Regions from separate parts of the Mus musculus genome. Here region 2 is linked to region 1. A link is a contact called in public HiChIP or PLAC-seq data. All regions are on one chromosome and are shown on one strand. The core of a region is the stretch at or near the end of the contact, and the rest is flanking DNA. Distances in the headings are between cores, read along the strand shown.

Region 1 (7,880 bases), core at 3,646-6,145:
TCAAGCTAAGGACAGTCACCACTGAGCTGAACTGGAGCTCCCCTGCTGTACAGGGTGGTTTTGTGTTGTCAATTTGACACAAGCTGGAGTTATCACAGAGAAAGGAGCCTCCCTTGAGGAAATGCTTCCATGAGATCCAGCTGTAAGGCATTTTCTCAATTAGTGATCAAGGGTGGGGGGGGGGGTCCATTGTGGGTGGTGCCATCCCTGAGCTGGTAGTCCTGGGTTCTATAAGAAAGCAAGCTGAGCAAGCCAGGGGAAGCAAACCAGTAAGTAACGTCCCTCCATGGCCTCTGCATCAGCTCCTGCTTTCTGACCTGCTTGAGTTCCAGTCCTGACTTCCTTTGATGATGAACAGCAGTGTGGAAGTGTAAGCTGAGTAAACTCTCCCCTGCCCTCAACTTGCTTCTTGGTCATGATATTTTGTGCAGGAATAGAAACTCTTGACTAAGACATCCTCCCCACCCCCTCCCCCAGCCCTAGGCTCGCTCTCAGCTCTTCGACTCCCATTGATGCTTGGATGTCTGATGTCTGGGAACCACCACAGGCCCTGGCCTCATCGCAGACCTGGGGACCCCGGACACTTTGTTCCTGACTTCTCTGTGCAGTTCTCTAAGGCAACTGGAGCCCTGGAAGTCAGGAAATACCAGCTTTGGCTTTCTCCCCACTCTCAGACTGTGTTTTCCCACCCCCTGAGCCGTGCTCTGTGTTTTTCTTAAACCCAACACCTGACCACAACAGTGTGGGATAATCACAGTCAAGCTCTCAAAATTTTGCCTCCCCAGTGGCCATGCCCAGCAGCCGGGCAGAACGCAGAGCCACACCCTGAACAAAAATCACACATGCCTTAGAAAATAATCAAAACCCTTTCTATTCTTGCCCTATGTGACTTTGGACCAGCTTACTTGAAAAGTTTTGTTTGTTTGAAAGATTTATTTTATATATGCTTATATGTGTGGCATACCTGTGTGTGAGTTTACACAACTGAAGGCAGGTAGGTGCCTGCGGAGACCAGAAGGGGAAACCACATACCCGGGAGCCGGAATTATAGGCAGTAATGGGCAGCGTGATAGGGATGCTGGGAACTGAACTCTGGTTTCTTCGAAAGAGAAGCATGTGCTCTTAACCACTAAGCCACCTCTCCAGCTGCTACTTGGAAAGCTTTAATTAGTTCATCACAACCGAGAACACACTAGCAATCGGCGTGGTTGGTGTTGGGTGTTTCTTCACTCCGCAACAGAAGGAATCAAAGCCCTCTGTGCTAAGCCCCAATGATGCCACCTCTGCATTTGAAACATGAACTTTGAGGGCTGGGTAGATGGCTCAGCAAGGAAAGAGGCCTCCAGTTAAGCCTAACAACTGAGTTGTACCCCAAGGGAGAGACCTAACATAGAGAGCCAGGTCCCTTCTGACTCTCCACTTGTTCTTTGCACCCCTCCCGCTAACACAAATAAATCTAACAAACACGCTGAAGGACAAACTTTGCCGTCGCTTCCACAGATGCCGTGTGGATTTTAAGCCTGGGGGAAGATGGCGTGTAGGTTTCCTGCTATTCTAGGATTTCTCCGGGGGTGGATTTCTGTGATGGAAAGTGGAAGACTCGTCTCTGCCGAGGGTTGGTGGGATGATGGAGGAGGCTCACTGTGAACTGCTGAGATTTCTCACATAGTGTGGAGAATGGTTACCAAGCAGAGGTAGGGGTGGCATGGGGTGGGGGGAACAAAAGGTGTCCGTTTACGGAAAGACTTGAGGTGGGATGTGGGGAACTGATAAGCTCTGTCAAGAACAGTCTTGCCAACCTGTAACTTCACAGGTGATGGGTCTTTATTGACCTCTGCCTTTGTGCCAGGCACGGTTCCTGATGGCATATTAGCAGGAGCTAAGTTAACAGCCTCAGGGATGCAGTTTCATCACGTGAGTGGGATCATGGAAAATGGGGCCAGAGGGTGAGATTACTGAGCAACAATGAGCACAGAAAGACACCCAGAGAAATCCCTACCGTGATGAACAGCTTGACCCACTCTGGGAAATCTTATATTTCCTGTATTAATTGAGTTATGAGTGCATGTATGGGTATACATGTATATGTGTATTGTGTATGTGTGTGTGTGTGTGCGCAAGTGCACTTGTGTGATTGAAGGCATGTGTACAGCTGTACAAAGAGAGGTCAAAGGTCATCCCTTAGGAGCCACCCACGTTGGGTTTTAATTTAAAAAAAAAGATTTATTCATTTATGTGCATGCATAATTGCTGGCATGAGATCCTGTGCCCCATGTGCACGAAGGAGCCCCTGGAGGCCAGAAGAGGGCATTCCCCTGAAACCATAGTTAGGGGTATTTATGAACCACCATGTGGGTGCTGGAACCGGACCTGGGTCCTCTGCAACTGCTGAGCTATCCCTATCCCTTGCTTTTGAGACAGGGTCTCTCACTGGGACCTGGGGTTTTCTGATGACAGTGGGTAGAGTGACCAGCAAGTCTTAGGATCTGCCAATTCCCACCCCCATCCCCCACCCCCAGTGCTGGGATTACAAGGCTACAATGGTGCCCCTGACTTTTTATACCATGTTGGGGGATTGAACTCAGGTTCTCCTGCTTGGGTGGCAAGCGCTTTCTCAACCTGAGCGATCATCCCAGACCTTCGTTGCAGGAAGCTGATGTGTAGGCAGGACTGGCTTTGGAAGAGCAGAAAGTAACTGGACCGTGACAGCTTATGTGGCTTGCCTGTCCTCTGGAGTTCGGGTTTGCCTGTCTCTGTCTCTGCTAGTTGTCTCTAGCCCATAGGGAGACACGCCAGGAGCAGATTGTTTGAGTAACCGGGCTGGAAAGAGCTGCAGAGGTGGTGGTATACCCTTCATTTATAACATGCAGTGGGTTCCTAGAGATTCTGGGAGTGCCTGCCAATGCTCTAGGCACCAGACACAGATCCTGAACACTTTGAGCTTGTTGGTAGAGCAGGGAAATGTGGAAGAAGCCAGCCCATAAACCCACAGATTGGAAGACGCGAGTACAGGTTGGTTGTGTGTTGTGGGGTGTGGGGGTGTGTGCTGACACAGCAGTGGGCCAGGGGCAGCTGTTTTCAGGGTAGCTTTCTTCTGTCTGTCTTCTTTATGTGTCTTCAGAACTCATTCTGGTACCTGCCTGTTTGGACTTCACCCTGGTGTGACTGTCACATTTCTGACCTCTATCTACAGTCTGGAAGGTCAGGTTTTGCACCTAGGTCATGGTCACACACTGACCCCAGACAAAAGGTGATTTTTTTTTGTGAATTTAAGTGATTCCTTCCCAGATGTCAAGCTCCCTGAGAGTCAGCTTCACACCACTGCTCTTTCTAAGCCTTACAGGTAGGGGGCGCACTAAAACAAGTTTTCCGATTCAGAGGGTTGCGCTGTGTGATATAGGTCTACTTAGCAACAGAGTGCTAGGGAAATGTCCGCGTGCAAGACCTGACTCACACTACCTCTCCACCTTTGTTCAACCCAGAGCCCAGAGTGGGTTCAGGAAGTCGATTTCTAGCACATATACATTGCCCATGATTCTCATGAGCAGAGGGGTCCAGCGATCCTTTTATGTACGGGTGTGTGTGTGTGGGGGGGGGGGGTGGGGTGCGGTGGGGAAGCTGGTTCTCTGGGTTCCTAATTTGCACGGAAGGCCTCTCTGTGAGGCTCAGTGGGGATCCAGAGGCAACTAGGGACAGCCTGCTGGGTCACCTCTGCTGTGCGGGTTCTCACTTTATCACTTATGCAGGTGGTGTGACCCTGTCTCTTTTCTTTACTTGATTCCAATGGCAGTGAGCCATGTAGCTATTTCAGTGTCCTCCTGCTGAGGGTGGGAGTGGGTTCCCTCAGCTACTGCCGCCCCCTCACAGCCGCTTTCCTGCCTCCTCATGTAACCCAGCCTTCTCTGCTGATGACCTCATACCCCCTTTTGCTGATCCTTCATTCTACTCCTTCTTATTTCATCTGATCAGTGTTTCTACCTTAATGCTTCAGTTGGGCATGGTGACCTAACATGGTGGGTTGTGTGTTGTGGGGTATGGGTGTGTGTGCTGACATAGCACACAACCCACCAAAGTCAGGTCAGCCTGGGCTATGCATGAGTTCAAAGCTAGGCTGTGAAAAACCTGTCTCCAAAACAAAACAAAACAAACATAATAAAATAAACAGAAACCACCAAAATCTGGAAACAACAGCACAAGAGCACATTTACTGTCTCCTTTGCCATCTTCAAAGCTACCAGCTTTCTAACTTGCTGACCCTTTCCACCCAGTGTCTCACCCCTGCATCCCTGCCTCAGCTTCATCAAGCACAGGGTTGTCTACTGTGTAGCCACTCCCCCTTTAATACACCCATTCATAGCCTGTGCTTCTCTCCAGCCTTTACTTAACCTCGCTAGAATAACTTCAGCCTGTCGGACGGATGTTTTTGTACCCTGTGTGAAGAAGATGTGTCTCTGTCCTTCCTTGACTGCCTAAGGCATCTTCTGATTGGTTAAAACAAAACCACCCATAGCCTATGGCAAAAGGCAGGATAGTAAGTTGGGACATCCAGCAGAGAGAAAGAAACGCTGGGAAAGACTCAGGGGTGGGGATTTGCCATTCAGACTCAGGGGAAGCCGGACTTAGGAATTTGGTTGAGAGGTAAGCAGCCAACGTCACAGAATTTAGATGACTATACATGGGATAATTGAGTTATGAACTAGTTGAGGATGAGCCTAACTTAGGTCTAGGCATCTGTTAATAAAAATAAATCTCTGTGTCATTATTCGGGAGCTGGGGCAGGCATAGAAAAGCCAGAAAGGTTACATCAGCCCAATTCCCATCAGTTCTAACAGTACAAGGAACATAGGGAACTGTAACACCAGAGCCACACCCTCCTGTGGTTACTTCTCCAAACTTTGTGGTCCAGCACATGACAAAGCACTTCTTGAAGCGTTATGTCAATACTGGGACAGCATCGTGTCCACAGTGGGACAGCATCACATCCATACTGGGACAGCTCCTTCTACTTGCCATTTCCTTTCTGCCTGGAGGCCACTTCCCACCCTGATGATCTGGCCTGCCCATCCCCCAGGCCAGTGTGACAAGGCTGCATCATGGGATGCTCGCTGCTCTCAGGCCTCTTTCTCACCTGGTCCCATGTCCATCTCAACTCAAAAAGTTCTTCCTCTACTAGATTCTTCAGCATAAGAGTGCAGTAATTCTTCCATTAACAAAACATCCCTGCAAAGGTTGCCTTGACTTCTTTCTTTCTCTAGGCACTGCCCAGAGTCTTGCTGGTTTGGGTACAGAAAGTAGTTTTCACCTCAAAGGAAATAAGAGAGTTTACTGTGGAGTCAAGTCTGAGAAATGCAATTCAAGTTTCCCCAAATACCTCCCTCCCCCTCCCTTCTTCCTTTTTCCCTCCCTCCTCCCCCCTTCCTTCCTCCCTCCCTCCTTCCTCCCTTGCTTCCCATCCCTCCCTCCCTCCTTTCCTCCCTCCCTCCCTCCTCCCCTCCTTCCCTCCTTCCTCCCTCCCTTCCTCCCTCCCTCCTTTCCTCCCTTCCTCCCTTCCTTCTTCCCTCCCTCCCTCCTCCCCTCCTTCCTTCCTCCTTCCCTCCTTCCTCCCTCAATTCCCCTCCCTCCCTCCCTCCCTCCCTCCCTCCCTCCCTCCCTTCCTTCCTTCCTTCCTTCCTTCCTTCCTTCCCAGTGCTCAGTTCATGTTGCCCAGCATCGCATCTACGGAATCCAATAACAAGTCCTTAGTTTTCTCTTTCAAATGGAAGCATTCTCTTGCTGAAGAGGAAAGACTCAGGAAGTTAAAGAAACATACAAGGCTCAGTGGACTTAGGAAGTTGCTTGCCTCAGAATGCCCCTCCATGAGGCTATAAAAGCAGTATACACTTGTTAGGGAGAAGAGTCTTCTAGAGATGCTTGCCAGGCATGCATGGAGCTGCAGGGTTGCAGCTGGAAGGAGTGGTTACCCACGCTGGGTGAGCTTTCTGGTGATGCCTTGCCTCACTCGTGTTCCTGTAAGTTACCCCTCACCTAGGTTTCTGAATTCAGTAGCCTGAGTAAAGTCATTGCTTCACCAAGATGAACTTAGCGAAAACTTTCTCTTTCATCAGTCATGGGAGCCTTGTGAGGTGTGAATAGATATCAGGCCACATATCCCCAGGAAGCACTCAGGGACAGCGCTGCACTCAACCATGCCCAAAGCCAGACTCCATTCCCCAGCTTCCTGCTCCTATCAACATTACCTCACACTAACATCTCCTCCCTGTTCTTACCTCTGCTCACTCTCTCTTCAGCTATGGAAATTGAGTCCAACGTGGTCCCTCACCTCTGGTCCCACTCTACATCCTTGAAAGATTATTATTTTTTTAAAGGCAAATAGTATCCCTCATTCCCTCACCTAAAACCAAAAGCAAAGAGATTCTTTTCCCGAGCCATTGAGGAAAAGGGTTGAAAATTCTTCCAGAGCCAGCCACACCATGTATGAATCACTCCCAGCTGTGATGGTTTGGAAACTTATCCCAGCTGGTGGCACTATTTTGGGAGGGTCTGGACATTTTTAGGAGGTAGGGCCATTTTTAGAAAGTGGGCCATTGGTGTGTGCTTGAGGGTAAGGTCTTCTCTCTGTATCCCCTGGACATCACAAAGTCATCTCCTAGGCATGTGATCTGTTTGTTATGTAAAATCATACACATTGTTTGAAATATTGTGTTCACAGTCTTTGGCTATAGGCTCAAGGCCATGGGGACACATGTTCATGAGGCCAGACATTATAGTTTTAATTCCTGCCCAAGTTCCAAGTAAAACAAATTATACTGACTCGAGATCTCTTGGATTCCTTACTGGTTCACTTGAAGTTTCAATTAGAGATTTTTGCTGTTCTATATCCCACCATGTTTTCAACAACTGAACCTGTCTTAAAATTCCAGTTCTCGTGCTCACTTTGATAACAATCAACCCAGCCCCATTTGAACCTTGTTTCCTCTTTCTGTGTGGGGGACCTTCATGCTGCATTGTTCAACCATGACTTGAAATCTAATTTTAACTCTGAAAAACAAGCTGTGATTTTGAGAACAAATAAAAGCTTTCATAGTTGGAGCAGCTTGCTTCCCGGTCACCAGTCTCATTGTGAGTATCCTTCTCTAATCTAAAAAAAAAGCAGAGTCAAGTCGAGTCCACCACAGTCCCCATTAAAGCACAGCTGTGGGGCTGGAGAGATGGCCAGACATTACAAGCACTGACTGTTTATCTGGAAGACCTGAGTTTGCTCCCATCACTCAAACACGGCAACTTGCAAACATCTGTTCCTTCAGGCCCAGGGGATCAGATGCCCCGTTCTGACCTCTGGTATTGCATAGACATACTTGCAGGAATAAGGAAGGTTACTTCTGGTGATGTTTCTGCTGCTTCGTGCTGCGTCTATGGACTCGTGCCAATTGGTGGAGCCTCGTGGTTTCTTCTGGATTGCGCTGCTGCTACTGATTCATGCTTGGTATTTGCTAGTGAACTGGACTGCTGACAATGAAGATTGGAATTGCCCCCAAAGAACTGTTTTAAAAGAGGTCCACAACCCCTATTCGTATTAATCTTTCTTTTCCCCTACTTCTGGTGGGTGGTGGGCTAGAAGAGAGGTTGAAGAACCAAAGACTCATAATGAAAGTAGGTTTTTGAAACAACTAAGTCTAAAATGGACCTCACTAGAAACCAACCACACTGGAGTCCTTCATCACGGACTTAAGCCTCTGGCAGCATAAGGCGGTGTATTTCCATTCCCAAAAGCTACCCACTCTGTACTTTGTTGTGGCAACACGAAGCAACTGAGACATCACTGTACAGATCGATCTGTGAGCATTGTAGGGAGACTGTGGCCAAGAACAGGCTATAGCTGT
Region 2 (7,880 bases), core at 1,498-3,997, 320 kb after region 1:
GAGGTAGGGTTAGTTCTGGTTTCAGCTGAGATCAGGTCATTTGCTTTTTCTTTATTCTTGGGGTTAAGATGTCCCTTTAGCCCCTAGAGACGAGGCCTCTTTGGTTTCTGACAATGAACTTCTAAGGTAAATATGTTTATTTACTTCTGTGTTTTAGGAGGGGGGAATATCAGGCTTACTTACCTTGGCTCTTGGCCTTTAAGTGGATTCCTTTGGAATCCTGAACTCATTAAGTTCTGTCTCATTTTTCTCAAGCCGTCTCTCTTGTGTGTTCCCTGTACCCTCAATATTTGTCCTGTCTTCTGAGGCCATTTCTTCTCTGGTCTTACACACACACACACACACACACACACACACACACACACCCTTCAGTTGCCTGATCCCCAGTGTCTTTTCATACCTGACTCTTTTTTTTCCTTAAAAGGCAACTGTGGTCTTAAAGTCTCAGCTCAGTTACCCTCTTGGGGCATCTGTTAACTCTTTGATGCCAGGCATTGGAGAGAGGACAGCCTTCCCTGGTTGCCTGTTTCTGTGGAGTGATCAGGGCAGGGGACTAAAGGTTGGCATATGGCAGCCTGATAAAGGAAGTGGTTCAAGGTAGATTTTTGGATTGGTTTGTTACATGCGAAATGTTTCACTTTCTAGAGGTAGGTCAGTACTGGGATGGATAGCACCCCCAACATCAGGAGATGAAGGCAGTAAAAAGCTGTCGTTAATACACACAGCTCACTAGGATTTTATTGTAAAGATCTGAGAAAGAGGTCAGGGAGGAAGCAAGCAATAACTATGAAAAGCACCTACATCCTTCTGCATAGGACAAACCACGTGGTTAGAGCTACACTCCAGCTGGGAATTCCCTTACTTTCAGAATTCTTCAGAAGAATTTCAGAAGAGTTCTTCTTCCTTTCAGAACCCTCCTTACTTTCTGGGTTACTTATGGGACAAAAACCTCTACATTGGAGAGGAGTCTGGGAAACAGTTACATAATAACAAAAGGGTCAGATACCCAAGGAGACATAGCAACCTAGCCATGTATACACAGATCAGCAGGACAGCAAAATGCATAAGGGAAACCCTGACAAAATGGAAGACAAAAAAGGACAAAGCCACTATTGTGGTCTGGAATGCCAGTTCCTCTCTTTCTATAACTGATAGCTCAAAAGAAAATTAATAGCCATGATGAGACCAGAGCAACACTGTCAACCAGCCTGACATTTGTAAGACATTGACTCTAACAACCAAAGTAGGCATTCCTCTCAAGCACTCAAGGAATATTTACCAAAATAAAGTACCTGCTTGGAAAACCCACTAAGCTTACATTTAAAAAGCCACGTAAATTGTTTTTTAGAACACAACAAAATCAAACCATATATCCATAACAAAAAAAAGTATCTGGAAAGCGAATAATGGGCTTTTATATAACCTGTGAGTTGATAAAAGTCTCAAAAGAACTCTTAAAATATTTTACCTAGCATACAGATGAGAATTCAAGGCCCTGGAGGATTAGCTCAACAACCGGGTGCACTTGTTGTTCTTGCAGAGGACCCGTGTTCAATTCCCAGCACCCCACTGACAGCTCACACTGTCTGTAACTCCATTCTCAAGGTATCGGCTGTCCTCTTCTGACAACCATAGGTACTAAGCACATGCATGATACACATACACATATGTAGGCAAAATGCTCATATACATAAAATAATGATATTTTTTAAAAAATAAAATATGCTATACCAACATTTTTCAAATGATGCTAAAAGTAGTGCTTAGAAAGAAATCCCGAACACTAGGCCCACTGCTATAACAAAATCCTTGAGACTGAGTGCTTTATAAAGAAAGGGAGTTTAGTTTGGCTCGCAGTTTAGGGCTTAAAAGCCCAAGTTCAGGCTGCCACGTCAGGTGAGCCCCTTACATGGCATGACATCCTGGCAGATGGCACCACATGGTGGAAGGCTGTGATGAATCATGGTTGTGGATGGGACCAAATTGGTGGGATGACCTTGCTTGATAACAATTCACTGTCAAAGTAACTAACTCAGTTCACTGAGACTTAACTTAGTCCTCTGAGATAGCCATTAGTCTTTTCCAAGGCTGGTGCCTCAGTGAACTCGCTCCCTTGTACCTCAGAACCCACCTCTCAAAGGTTATGACACTCGAATGTGCCACACCTTAGCCAAGCTCCCAGCACATGAACCCTGGAGCGGCATACCCAAACCCCGATGATGTAGAAGATAAAGAGAGCTGTGTCAACTCAGTCACCTATAGTTTTAGGCAAGGATGTGCTCTCACTATAGGAAATTAAGTTTTATAAGAATTATCAAGAATTACAGTACATTAAGCCTAGGCCACGATGGTCAAAGGAGGTAACATGGTAAACTCTGAAGCCAAAAATAGGAAACTAAACAAAAATGAAGAAAACCTACTTGGAGCCTTTAAAATGATCAACAGAATTAGTAAATCGTCAAACATGATATACAGTAATATAATGAGAAGAAAAATTGACATACCCTAAGCTTGGCACACAGTTTTAGCCAGGTTGTGTAGCTTAGGTCTAAGAATCAGCGTGACAATCCTGGTCAAGAATCGCCAAGATCCTCCTCCACTGGCAGGTGTTTGTTTGGGATCCCTGCCTTCTGACTGTAACTTCATTTTGACTATGAAATTATCAAGCACCACCCCCCCCCAACACACACACACCCTCTTACTTCTGCTTTCTGGCTTGTCTTGCTTGCTGACACTTTGAGGAAAAGCCACTTCCCTAGTTACAGACACCACTTAACAGCAGGAAACCTCCACTTGCTCTCCTCTGCCTTCTCTCCATTGCAGCCATTCCCATTTTCAAGACTGCCAGTCTGGTCCTTTCAACGTTCCATGCTGCCTGGTGCCCGGGAGCCCAGGCCTTCTGTGACTCCAGGACAGGAAGGTAAGTCAGATCTGTAGCAATCAATAATGGCGACCTCATGGCTCTCTGCACCATGGGTGGGCATTAGAGAGCACGCCAGTATCCGAGTATGTGCTTTCCTGGCCGATACCGTCCCCTGGGCTACATCATGCCCTGGCTGACATTCGTTCATCTTGAGCTATGGAGTTGATAATTACTGCAGTTCTCACATGGCAGAGACATCTTTCTTCCCTGAGCACATAGCCGGTACTTTCTTTAAGCACTGGGGTTAATTCGTGTCTTTAGATACAGCTGTGAAGTCTCGGGAGTAACTCCACTGTAATTTCCTGGAATATTTCATAGTCAGGAATTTCAGAGAAACCAAGATTTCCTTGAGCAGGTGTGACAGGTCCTTTGTGTCGAATGTGGGTCATTTGGTTTCTCTAGAGGCCTTGAGGACCCTGTACATATTGTCCTTGTGAGGTGGGCAGATGGGGAAGTAAAAATAGAGCCTAGACAGCAGCAGCTTCAGCCAGGCCCCCACGGCCTACTGAAATGGAGTTTGTTGGGCACAGCGTTCACTGTGGCCTCAACCCCAGCCACCCAGCTGGGATTCCCTGGGATGGGACTTGGGGTGGGAACCAGAAGAATACTGTCACTTGGCTCTCCACCTATCCTGAGTACTTTGTCCCAAGATGATGGCAGGAAAAATCAGGAGACAGTCTTATCAGGAAATGTCTGCAACTTGGTCGGTTGTTGGTATTTTATGTGTGAGTGTATTTGTGTATATGTACATAGCTGTACATATGGTGTCTGTGTGGTGGAGAGAGAGATGTATATGTATATATGTATGGTGTATGTGTGTGTTGTGTGTATATACACCTGTATGTATGTATGTATGTATGTATGTATGTATGTATGGTGTGTATATATGTGTATATATATATATCTTGATGCGTATGTGTGTGGTGTGTGTGTGTTGTATGCATATATGTATATACCTTTATGTGTATGTGTGTATGGTGTGTGTGTGTGGTATATATATATATATATATATATATATCTTTATGTATATGTGTGTGTGGTATACATATGTATGTGTATATACCTTTATGTGTATGTATTGTGGTGTATGTTGTACTTATATATGTGTATATACCTTTATGTGTGGTGTATGTGTATGTGTGTGTGTGATATATACATATACATATACATATACATATACATATACATATACATATACATATACATATACATATACATACTTTTATGTATGGTATATTTATGTATGTCTGTGTATGTGTGTTTGTGTGTGTGTGTGTGTGTGTGTGTGTGAGAGAGAGAGAGAGAGAGAGAGAGATGGGGGACACAGAGACAGAGAGACAGAGAGCTGTCATGTGCATGCTGTGGTACACACGTGGAGGTCAGAAGACAACTCTGAGTGAGTGTTCACCTCTTTGTTATTCTGTGCTGCATATATAAGCTGCCTGGCCCGTGAGCTTCAGGGAATTCTCCTGTCTCTACCTCCCAGCTTACAGTACAGTGCTGGGATTAATGATAAGTGCTTCCACAAACATGGGGAGTGGTTTGGACGGCTGTCCTTGCTTGGTTTCTCTGCTGTGCAAGGGACTATTCAAGAACATTTGCTCTGCCTGCCTGCCTGCCAGGCTAGGGGGAATATGGTCTATGTGCTTCCCTCACAGACAGTGTCACTTCAAGAAGGAAAATTCTGGCTTCCAGCAGAAGTTTCCATGTTTCCTGCTTAAAAATCACCAGGCGAGATGTCTGTATTGATTTCCTGTTCTTTGGCCTCCTTTCCAAGTCTGCACTGGCTTAAAACCGTGTGTGGAGCAGGCACCTGAGCAGGCAGAAGCTTGGACCTGCGAGGACTCTCTTCCTCTGTTCCAGAGTCATCTGCAGGCAATGTCAGCCAGTCACATAAGGTGCAAAAAGTATCCATGAGAATCAGGGTACACATGGTTCTCGCTAGATCATGGCAGCTTTCATTCCAGAACTTTCTCTACATGTTGTTAGGGAAACAGGGTGTTCATGTTCCCTCCGGCACAGTTGCTTGCTAACTAGCTTGTGGCATCCGTTCCGCAGGTCTGTCCGGTGGGTCTGTGACTTAGATTCAAGAGTTACATACAACATGGGCTGATGAGATAGCTCAACCGATAAGGTTTGTGTCAAGCAAGCACGAAGAAATGAGTTCCGGACCCAAAAGCTGAGTGTGGGGACGCGTGCGTGTAATTCCAGAGCTGGGGGAGTATGGAAAGAGGCAGATCTCTGGGGCTTGCTGGCTAGGTGGCCTGGCCTCTGTGGCAGGTTCCAAGCCAGTGGGAGGTCCTGTCTCCAAATACAGTGCATGGCACCTGAGTTACAGCATCTAAGATTGATCTCTGGCCTCCGTACATATGAATACCTACACACACATGAGCATGTACAAATATTACGTGCACTTAGGTAGGCTGGTTGCTTGTTTCTAAGTAAACAGCTCATCTTCTGTGGACTACAGGCACCCTCTGTGACTTGTGCTGATGGCATCCCGTAGGCATAGAGAGCCAGCTTAGAGAGCTTGCCTGTGAGATCTGAGGATATCCAGTGGCCTGCTGAGATGGGTCAGCCTCTGCCGGGTGTGTTTTGGGGATCCTCTGCTCTGAAGCTGCCCCACACCAGTCTGGTTTTCAAGGGTCAGGGTGTGGTTTTGTGTGTCTGATTGGCTCTCTATTTCTGAATGATGGTGGACATCAAGCAGGCCAGGCTTGGCTGTGCTTCCTGACTCTGAAGTACAGGCCATGGATTCTGAGACATCTCCTGCCATCTCCTGAGCTGCTGCCAGGATGGAACAGGGAGGTGCTCCTCAGATAAAGGTGTGGCTCCTCCTTGGGAGACTAGGTGTCTGTGCAGTGTGACATCCAGGCAGGGTCGAGGAAATCTGGGGGACAGAGGCCCTGTAAGATAGCCTTCCAGAGGGCAAGCCAATCTCTGACAATGAAGCTGACGTAGCTGCCCTGAGCAGGCCCATTCAGGCCCAGGACCCTCTGGGCTCCATTCCTCCCTGCTTAAGCCCCACTTTGGGGCCCATGTGTTTTCTGCATGGTGAGAGCTTCGAGAAGAAGCCGTGTGAATGCTTGCAGCTCCAGGAAAAGCAGTTTGAGGGTAGCCAGCTGCAGAGCTCAGTGCAGTGGGGTGGCCTGTCACCAACCAGCCTGACCAGCCTAGTGAGACTGACTCTCCCACCAGGCTGGGCTCATTCCTCTTTTTTTTTTTTTAAATGAAAATTACCATATCCCCCAGAGGAAGTTTTTCTTTTAAATGAAGTTCTAGCATTTAATTACTCAACTTCAGGCTGCAAGGAAATTTCCCAGGTACACTTGAGTGGGGCTGTTTTGCATTGGAGTGGCCGTGTGGTTTCAAGTGTTATAAGCTTGTATTTGCATCTTCCTGATTTTGTTCCGCTGTGTGGCCCAGAGTGGGCAGATGTTACCCTTAGGTGGTGTTTTCCCAGAGAGCTCTCTCCTCCAACCACAGTCCACATTACACCAAGGGCTTTTGTGGCCACATGATGGGAGCACCAGCAGTCTTACATGACTAAGAACTGATGACAGAGTCCTGCAGGGAATGGGGTGGGGGGGTGGGTAGCTGGAAGAGGAGGGGAGCCTTGCCTGCAGAAGACATGCTCTGGTGGACTCCAAATGGGCTGAGGCCTTGCTCCCACTGCTCAGAGCCCCCCTTGATAACAAGGACAGAGGCTAATCAAAGAAAGGGAATATGGCACAGGCTGTCTCTTCTCTTCCAGTCCACGTCTAGCTAGAAAGTGTGGGAAATAACTTTTAATAAAATATAGTTGCATACAGGTGAATATAGTCTTAGCATACAAATAACTGGTTTTCTCTAAACTGTAGCATTCTGGATCTTTGTGAAAGAGATTGGGTCTTTTCATGGAAGTGTGGGGAGAGGGAAGAAATTACTTAGAGCCACTGAACTCTTGATCATGGATTCCTTATTTAAGGATTCACTGTTTCTTGATCTTGGGGTGAATAACCCAGTCAATGTGTTGCCTTGCAAGCATGAGGACCTGGGGTCAACCCCATGCAGGCCTACAGAACAACACCAGTAGCAGCAGGCATGGTGGTTCATACTTCTCAGTCCTGGAGAGGTTTGAACACAGGGATTCCTGGGGCTTCCTGGCCAGCCTAGCCTGTTCGGAAAGCGCCATGCCAGTAAGATAGCCTGTCTCAGGAAGCAAGACAGATGGAGGGGGTCTGAAAAACAAAAGCTAAGGTTGATCTCTGTTGGATGTGCATGCACACACACATACACACACACACACAAACATATAATCCACACTCGCATGCACACACACACACACACACACACACACACACTTCACTAAAATGTATTTGCAAGTCTAGTCAGTTATAGCACTCTGTCATTTTTTGTGGACATGCACGGAATGATTTCATTCTGTTTCTGTGAGAAAACCTGACCAAAAAGCAACTTCTGGCAAGAAAAAGGTTTATTTGGACCCTTTCAGGTCCCAGTCTGTCATTGAGAGGAGTCAGGGTGGGAACTTAAGCAGGAGCTTGAAATGAAACCATGTAAGGATCCTGCTTGCTGCTCACGTTCTGACCTGTGCTTCTGTAGTTCTCTTATACAGCCTAAGATTGCTTGCCTAGGGATTGTGCCGCCCATGGTGGGCAGGACCTTCCCACATAAACCATCAATCAAGACAATCTCTCACAGACATGGATGCAGGCCAGTCTGACCCAGACAATCACTCAATCGAGGTTTTGGATGACTCCTTGCTTGTCAACTTAACAGATGAGGTTAGCTAACCAGGACAGTGGCCCTCTTCTTGTCTCACAACATAAACAGTGCCCATTTTCTTGATCTATTTAGGGCCACGTTTTAATAACAGATTTTTTTCCGTGCTTTTTGTTGGTGCCATCCCTACTGAAAATAGTCCTAAGCGTGGGGCTAAAGTGCTGCCTACTGTCCC

The links. HiChIP or PLAC-seq counts read pairs in DNA pulled down with a chosen protein or histone mark.
Region 2: an H3K4me3 HiChIP or PLAC-seq map of bone marrow-derived macrophages shows a contact between it and region 1, with 4 times the contacts expected there. The contact joins the promoter of Syk here to the enhancer-like site in region 1. A contact is called at or near these places in 11 of 39 promoter capture datasets (the C10 cell line, the HPC-7 cell line, cranial neural crest and 8 more), 1 of 15 datasets of contacts at CTCF or cohesin (the NIH/3T3 cell line), 2 of 484 Hi-C or Micro-C datasets (bone marrow-derived macrophages and embryonic fibroblasts), 15 of 115 datasets of contacts at active chromatin or transcription factors (the 230-238 cell line, acute myeloid leukemia, bone marrow-derived macrophages and 10 more) and 3 of 9 other capture datasets (bone marrow-derived macrophages, embryonic stem cells and pancreatic islet).

What each region holds. Positions count from the first base shown.
Region 1 is chr13:52,272,491-52,280,370 of GRCm38.p6, forward strand. No RefSeq gene overlaps it. Among named protein-coding and RNA genes, the nearest start is that of Gm33116, 43 kb to the left of the region's middle. Within about 2 kb of position 4,896, at least 38 of the 459 cell types and tissues checked have an H3K27ac peak or open chromatin away from gene starts, as enhancers often do. A contact at or near this core is called in bone marrow-derived macrophages and neutrophils, where this site is marked.
Region 2 is chr13:52,594,135-52,602,014 of GRCm38.p6, forward strand. Syk (spleen tyrosine kinase) reads left to right here and starts at 2,748. Exons shown (of 14, transcript NM_011518.2): 1 at 2,748-2,920.